Regions from separate parts of the Macaca mulatta genome. Here all the other regions are linked to region 3. Evidence: chromatin contacts called from public Hi-C data. All regions are on one chromosome and are shown on one strand. The core of a region is the stretch at or near the end of the contact, and the rest is flanking DNA. Distances in the headings are between cores, read along the strand shown.

Evidence for each region. Hi-C and Micro-C count contacts between places; a contact is called where the count stands out from the background.
Region 1: a contact with region 3 is called in a Hi-C map of CD4 T cells, with 4 times the contacts expected there. The contact joins two enhancer-like sites. A contact is called at or near these places in 8 of 14 Hi-C or Micro-C datasets (CD4 T cells, blood, cortical neurons and 4 more).
Region 2: a Hi-C map of fetal cortex germinal zone shows a contact between it and region 3, with 4 times the contacts expected there. The contact joins two enhancer-like sites. A contact is called at or near these places in 9 of 14 Hi-C or Micro-C datasets (CD4 T cells, blood, cortical neurons and 5 more).

What each region holds. Positions count from the first base shown.
Region 1 is chr10:106,776,141-106,778,840 of T2T-MMU8v2.0, forward strand. All of the region lies in intron 9 of BCAS1 (brain enriched myelin associated protein 1), which reads right to left. Among named protein-coding and RNA genes, the nearest start is that of BCAS1, 120 kb to the right of the region's middle. Within about 2 kb of position 1,336, at least 12 of the 40 cell types and tissues checked have an H3K27ac peak or open chromatin away from gene starts, as enhancers often do. A contact at or near this core is called in CD4 T cells, where this site is marked.
Region 2 is chr10:106,754,085-106,756,784 of T2T-MMU8v2.0, forward strand. It overlaps LOC144332193 (a long non-coding RNA gene), which reads left to right. Exons shown (of 3, transcript XR_013400056.1): 3 at 831-2,700. Among named protein-coding and RNA genes, the nearest start is that of BCAS1, 140 kb to the right of the region's middle. Within about 2 kb of position 1,282, at least 5 of the 40 cell types and tissues checked have an H3K27ac peak or open chromatin away from gene starts, as enhancers often do.
Region 3 is chr10:106,411,883-106,414,582 of T2T-MMU8v2.0, forward strand. ZNF217 (zinc finger protein 217) reads right to left here. Exons shown (of 7, transcript XM_077952005.1): 4 at 1-35. Among named protein-coding and RNA genes, the nearest start is that of ZNF217, 29 kb to the right of the region's middle. Within about 2 kb of position 1,444, at least 7 of the 40 cell types and tissues checked have an H3K27ac peak or open chromatin away from gene starts, as enhancers often do. A contact at or near this core is called in CD4 T cells, where this site is marked.

The DNA of each region.
Region 1 (2,700 bases), core at 86-2,585, 360 kb after region 3:
TTTAAGTCCAGGAACAAGCTTCTTGCAAGTGTCTAGAGCCTGGTCTCAGGCTGGCCATGGGTGGCACCCATCCATCCTGCCTCTGTTTGCCCAGCATGCCTTGCCGTGGGTCCTGGTTCACGCAGGCTCCACCCTGCCCAGTCAGCTCACCTCTATGAAAGCTTACTTCCCTGAGGTTTCCATCCTTTAGGTTCCATGAGCTTGACCTTGGGGCTTGATGGGCTAAACAGCAAACTCAGATGGCCAAGTGGCTGCCACGGGCCTGAACTTTGCATATAGATGAACTTGTACAAGCATTTTCTTCATTTATTTTAAAAAATTAGATGCTGGCATTTAAAAATTAGGTATTTTCTCATAAAAATTCCCCACTTTTGTTATTTTCTCTTGAATAAATGGACAGGTCCTGCCACAATGGGTCTGCAGTTCCCCAAGGTAACATGTGGCTGGTGTTGGCACCCCCTTTAGGTGGGCACCAGCCCTTCAGGTTGCCACAGACCACACCTAACTCACTGGCCTCATACACGTGCCCTTCTGGCCTCACTGAGACTCCACCTTGGAAGTCAGAGACTTAAATCCAACCCTTTTCCTGCCTCGTATACCAGGACTACACTTCACAGTTCACAAGGCCAAACCAGACCCATTCTCTTACCTGTTCTATCTCCAGCCCAGTGAGGTGGACAGTGATTATTATTCACCCTGTTTTACAGATGCAGAAACTGAGGCTCCAAGATGACCTAGTCCTTGGTCTCAGGCTCCTTGGAGTGACTGTGCTGACTGTCACAAGCCTCGGTTCAGCCCACACCAGTGTGGACAGACGTATTCCCCTTTCAAACCTCCCTCTGTTCATCTGCTAAACCTGCCTGCAGATTGCACTGCACAGAATCTAGCAGTTCAGCGGCCCAAGAAAATGGGAAAGGGGAAGGCCGGGAAAGGGGCCATCAAAAAAGTGGTGCTTAGGGGAAGGGAGAAATCCAGTCTTCCACCAATCAGAATAGTTTCACTTTTATCATATGTGTCTGTGTGTGCATATATGCATATATCTGTACACACACACACACACACACACACAGAGGTTTTGTGACATTTTCTTTTGTAAACAAAAAAAGTCCCTTCGCTCAAAAAGAAAGGAAAATGTTTGCAAACAGTTGGACTTCGTGAATTCCAAGGGCTTCCTTCCAGTTCTTTCCAGATTTTTGAAAACCAAGTGGGTTGCTCTCAGTTAGAACTCAAGCAGCATGATGGAGAAGGAGGAAAAGAGGACCTGACTAATGAGGACGTCACTGTGAGACAAAGATCACGCAGGGATCGGCCTGTGGTGTGTCTCATTTCCTGTGGGTGACAGGCACCACTAGAGTTCTGTGGGCGGTGACAGATTTGGCTGCCAGCGTTCCCCTCCCAGGAAGGCAGTCGGGCAACCCTGGGGAATGTGTCCAGCTTGAAAGTCTTTGAGGCTTGGTCTTTGGACAGTGGCAGGGAAGCCCCCCTCCATCCTCCATCATTGCTGAAGGCCTTGTGACACTGGGACAGTGCAGGACTTGGGGTCTAGGGCACCTGAGCTGAATGCTGACTCTGTCTCTGAGAACTTGTGGAATGTTCAGGAAAAGACCAGCTTCTTGGAGGCCTGGCTTATGTGTCTGGGAGGTGTGGCAGAAGCAGTCCCACCCTGCAGGGATGCTGCCATCCTAAAGAGATGAGGTCTGTAAAGGAGTGTGGTCCCAGAGGAGGGACTCGGTGTCTAGAACTGTAATTAGTGTCTCAAACCTGTCCACTTCTTGTCTCTTCCTCAGGAATCACCAGGCCAGTCTCCATCAGCTCTCCCAGGAAACATGACCTGTATTAACTAGCTCCTAATGACCTTCAACAGCCATTCTCCAGCACAGCAGCAAAATAAAATCTTTGAATGTTATCAACAGGGGCCAAGACTTCTTACTTAATATCTGTGAGTAGCTTCCCTGCTCAGGTAGGATTATGTCCCCATTCCGTGCACAGCCTGTACAGCCTGCACGAGCAGGTCCCAGCCCACGGCTCCAATCTTACTTCCACCATTCTTCCCCCACCCTACCTCTCCACCCGCAGCAACCAGGGCCTCGTTTCTCTTCCTGAAATGTACTAAGCTCACTAAGCTCATTCCCACCCCCACGCCTCTGCCAGGGCTGTCCCCTCCTCCTGGAAGAATGAACGTTGCTCTCTTCCTGTCTGGCACCTTTAACCCTTCCTGTCTCATCTCAGACATATCTCCTCAGAGACAATTTTGGGATCCACCAATTAAAAGTAGCACACCCCGCCCCCCACACACACTCAGGCAAAAGTAGCACACACCTCCCATCCATACTTAGGTAAACTCTATCGCGGGACCTTGTTTATTTCCCTCAGTGATCTCCCAGACCTACAATTTTGTTGGCAAATTTTGCCTTTAATTTTGTAACTTTAACTTTGTAGTTTTAATAAGTTTAACTTTGTTTTTTAACTTATCTATTAATACTTTTTAGCTCCATGCTTCCCCTTAGAATATGAACCCGTGATGTCAGGGACCCCATCCCCTTTGTTTGCTGAATGTACCTCCAGTGCCTAGTTCAAGGCTTGGAACATGTTTTCTGCAAAGGGCCAGATGGCAAATATTTTAAGTCTTATGAGCCATGCAGTCTAGTTGACTAGTCAATCCAACTAGTCAACCCTCATGTTTTTGTGTGAAAGCAGCTA
Region 2 (2,700 bases), core at 32-2,531, 340 kb after region 3:
AGTGCAGTGGCGCGATCTCGGCTCACTGCAAGCTCCGCCCCCTGGGTTCACGCCATTCTCCCGACTCAGCCTCCCAAGTAGCTGGGACTACAGGCGCCCGCTACCACGCCCGGCTAATTTTTTTGTATTTTTAGTAGAGACGGGGTTTCACCATGTTAGCCAGGATAGTCTCGATCTCCTGACCTCGTGATCCACCCGCCTCGGCCTCCCAAAGTGCTGGGATTACAGGCTTGAGCCACCGCGCCCGGCCCGATTCCACGTTCTTAACCAAGACTTCAAGCATATCACACAAGGGTCTGCAACTCAATTATGCACGTGGCAGCTCCCATAGTATTTTCTCGACATCTGGCCTTTGGAGTGGCTCCCTTCCATTACACTGGGGTGTTCTGCGCTTTTCTTAATTTATCACTCCCCTAAATATTTACTCACAGGCAATACTCGATCAGGCACTGAATAAATCAATCAATTCCCCTCTCATAAAAGAGGCCAGGAGGCCAGGCTGGTGGCTCACACCTGTAATCCCAGCACTTTGGGAGGCCGAGGCGGGCGGATCATGAGGTCAGGAGATCGAGACCATCCTGGCTAACACTGTGAAACCCCGTCTCTACTAAAAATACAAAAAATTAGCCGGGAGTCGTGGCAGGCACCTGTAGTCCCAGCTATCAGGAGGCTGAGGCAGGAGAACGGTGTGAACCCGGGAGGCGGAGCTTGCAGTGAGCGGAGATCGGCCACTGCACTCCAGCCTGGGTGACAGAGCGAGAGTCTGTCTCAAAAAAAAAAAAAAAAAAAAAAAGGCCAGGGATAATGTTGTTCACTTTCTTTTCTTTCAGAAGTGTCTGTCAGTTTCCTGAAATTTTCACAGAATTTTTCCTGCATGCCCACCACTCCAAGTTTCAACAGACAAGGCTAACTCAGTTCACTAGACAAGCAAGCACTTAAACTGAGAAGGCAGTGATAAACACAGGAAGTTATTTCACCCTGGGAATATTCCGGAAACCAACTTTGAATAATTGCTTCATGTTCAGTTGGACACAAGTTCACTCCCAGGTTGACTCACGTATGTAAATGCTCTGACTACCGTCTGACTGCATCGTACACACACCCCTACCTTTCCAAAATGCTAACTACGCAGCATAAATCAGCCACTCCTGATTCAGAGCCCTGAGTCCTTCGTCATCAACCTGGGCTCCTGCCTTTGTCTCCTACCCTCATCCAGTCCAACAGCAAACCCCACCCTCTCCATCTCCCAAATAGATCCAGAATCTGGTCACTCTTCACCATCCTGCAGCAGCACCTCGGTCAAATTCCAGTCATCGCTGAGCTGCACGACAGCAACAGCCTCCAAACTCCTCTCCCCGTTTCCTCCATTGGAAGGCTTGGAGCTGATCTGACTTAAATTTTAAAAGACTCATTCTGGCCGCTGTGTGGAGGGCACACTGGAAGCTCACCTCTTTCTCTGGACCAATTTCTATCTGCTTTTTTCCTTCACATCTAAAATAGGTGCTCCCCAAGGATTTGGCTCCTGATCATATATATATGTATATTTGTAATGGAGTCTCACTCTGTCACCTAGGCTGGAGTGCAGCGATCTCGGTTCACTGTAACCTGTGCCTCCCGGGTTCAAGTGATTCTCCTGCCTCAGCCGTCTGAGTAGCTGGGACTACAGGCGTGCACCACCACGCCCGGCTAATTTTTGTATTTTTAGTAGAGATGGGGTTTTGCCATGTTGGCCAGGCTGGTTTTGAACGCCTGACCTCAGGTAATCCACCTGCCTCGGCCTCCCAAAGTGCTAGGATTACAGGCGTGAGCCACTGTGCCTGGCCACTGATCCAATATTTTATAAAGCCTGTGAAGAGGATGACTAATTCGTGGAATCACAGGTTTTAATAAGTTCAGGGGTACTGGACTCAGCAACTTGCAACTGGTTATTTACTGCAGGGATTCTCAGAGCCTTTAATATCCGCACGTGTTCCGGGGTTCCTCAAGAGAAAGACAACAGCGGGTGTTTTCAAACCATGCTGTTGTCTCAGATTCCTCCAGGGCTTGCTCCCTTTGTCCTTCAGGTTCATGCTCCATGTCACCTCCTCAGAGAAGCTGTCGCTGGCTATCCATCACATCCTGTCCCCTTTCCCTGATTTAGTATTTTGGTATATGTAGCATTTATCAACATTAATAAAACTATATCTCTTTTTTCCTATTAATTACTATTATTTTTGCTTATGTAACCTCTTGAATTACCTTTGCTCATTGGTTTCTGCTAGGAAACCAATGAGCAAATGGATTCTGGAGTCAGTAACCCAGAATCTATTAATATAACCTTCAGGAGTGTACACGACGAAGTTATATTCTGTCCTGCTTAGCCTTCAGTGGTCACACGTTTTTTGTTTTCTGTTAGACAAAACAAAACACCCAAAAACGTGTGACCACTGAAGGTCAAACGTGTGACCCTGCTCTGTTACCCAGGCTGGAGTGTAGTGGTGCCATCTCAGTTCCCTGCAACCTCCGCCTCCCAGTCTCAAGCAATCCTACCATCTCAGCCTCCTGAGTAGCTGGGACTAAAGGCACACACCACCATGCCCAGCTAATTTTTTTTGTATTTTTTTTTTTTGTAGACAGAGTTTTTGGTCTTGTTGCACAGGCTGGAGTGCAATGGTGGGATCTCAGCTCACTGCAACCTCCGCCTCCTGGTTTCAAGCAATT
Region 3 (2,700 bases), core at 194-2,693:
AAGATGCTTTATTTTTCCTCCATCATCATTTTTATCTTAAAGGAAAAACAGAAACATTTATATAAAAAGGTAGCTGAAGTACGGGAATAAGGCATGCTGACTTAAATGTTCTTGACAAACATTTTTGGAAAGCATGAAAAAATTCTTTAATATAATATCGGGTTAGAAAAGGCTAGACACACACCAAATGCTGTTTTGAGGTTGTCTGAAGTTTCAGAGTGTTGTAACGTGGTTTTGTTTTTTTTTTTCTGGGTACAGCAGAGTACACTATTAAAGATTCAGTTCTTTGTTTGCCTTAATCACAAAAAAGATCATTTAATAGACCGAACTGCCCGGACAGCTTCCGGTTCTCAGTATCTCTGTGAGCAGGCAGGATCTGGCAAACTGAAGGTGGACACACATACTGGGGGGAAAAATGATCTTCTTCAGAATCATTTAGAAAAATGAGCCAATTACAAACCACCAACCACCATGGGAAAAATAAGCCGTTTAAGGGTAAGATTAAACAAGTGACCACTAGAGGGCAGCAAGCACAACTTAATCTTCAACAGAAAAGAAAGTTTGGCATCGGGCAAGCACCTAGGAAAGTTTGTCAAAATTTAGCAAAGTTTTGGAAAGCAGGCTGTATTGTCCACAAACACTCATGTGGGCGAAACAGATCTGACGAATGAAAACCTGTGCCTAAATGACACAGTGTTTGGCTTCAGTCTCTGCAGGACAATAGGACAATGTGTCTCACGTGCATCAGTGAAGTCCACTCGAAGGAGGACAGAACTTCAGACACACACCGGCCCTCCAAAAGACTGAGAGGTGCCGCCGTTAAAATACCACCCCCAACACACATGAATGTTTAACTTTTAAATAAATGTCCCCTTACTGTAGATCATATGACTATCCACCTGTAAGACAGACACACCCTTGATCTATAGTCTAAAGAAAGACTTAAAAAAATTTACCTGATCTTCTTAAATCTTAAAAAAAGCCAGGTTGATAGTACAATATGATAAATCTAGACTACTAAGATAATATAAGTTTAGGAAAATCAATTCCCCAAAAACAGAATGGCCAGCTTTTTTTTCTTACAAGCATACCCAAACTAGCTGGGTTTATAACTGGGTGTTCTTGCAATTTCCGACTCCCAACTATGTGTCAGGATTTATGGTATGTTGCGTCATATCCAAAAAGCTATGAAATGCCTTTTCTTTAGAACAAAGGACGTGACATTTCCACATCTACCTGATTCCTGCTCTTTCAAGCATCACCTCTGACTTTACAGTTATATTTTTTAAAGGACTGTGATCTTTTTACAAATAGGCTGTTCAAATTGTCCTTGGGAGGTGGAAGACAAGGGTCAATGAACCATTTTGCAAACAGGGAAACAGTGGCAAAGAAAGGTTAAGCAACTCATAATTAGTCACAAAACAATGCAGTGGTAGAACGAGAACTCAGTGCCAAGCTGTGGTGCTTCCACCCACAGCCAGGCATTCGGTCCTGCCTGATGATCTAGCCCATGTTTTCCACACCACCCACCAGTAACCGGTCTTTTCATTTCTTTCAGGGCACTGGGGCATCTCACAAGGCCCCTTCAACAGTACCGGCACTAGCAGAAACCACTTCGCTAACTGGAGTCTGTGTTTAAAGCCTCTTTTTATGATGCCAGTAAGACATCAGATTTGTAGTATGCTAAGTGCTAGGTTTCCTGTGTCCCAGGAAACTCAAAAACATTCTAAAGATGTGATACACAGACTACAGTTCTCATGTCAATCACATGATCAAAAAAGGAACTGGCACTGCCTGAAGAGCAGGTGAAGGACGAGTCTGATCAACTGTGTGGGCAAATTCACCGTGGGTCTCATATACACAGTTCTCCAAAGAATTCACACACACAGCCAAGTTACACTGAGAGGAGGAGGAACTTGTTTGAACCGAGGACCACTTTAATAAAGGCTTCCCCAAGACCAATTCATGTTCTCATCATTCACTTGTCAATTATGGCCTGCCCATCAGGGGTCTTTTCCAACTGTTTGAAGCAGCAGGATCCTCTATTCAAACAAAATATTAAACTCTGATAGGAGAAGCTCTGGCTACAATGAGGATGGGCACAACTCCAAACACAGGTGGAATCCTCTGCCCTAGATAACGCCCACCAAGGTTCAGGAATATTATGTGAGCATGCCTTCAGTGATCGCCTTCTGTTTCTATAAATGCTGTTAGTACACTGAAAATTTTGCTGAGCAAATGAGCTTTCTTAAAAATGTCTTGGTGTGCCCACATTCCTTGTATTTTATGACAAATCATTTGGGTTCTTGAAGTACCTATTAATGGATACCAGCTTGCCAGACAGAATGGATAGGGTTTCGGACAGCACCAAATGGCTGCCCAAGTAATATTCCTGGCTCTAGTTGATCATCACTCCCAGTACCTCTTATGACCACTGGAAATTCACTACAGATAAGATCAGGAACACCAGAAAACCTTACGTGAAGGCTAGGGTCTCTCAATGATGAAACTATTGATACTTGGGACCAGATAATTCTTTGATGATGGGGCTGTCCTGTGCATTGTACCATACTGAGCAGTGTCCCTGGCCTCTGCCCACTGGATGCCAGTAGGCACACAAGCACACGTGCATGCACACACCCCCACACACAGTATAACAACCAAAATGCCTCCAGACATTGCCAGATACTGACTGGGAGC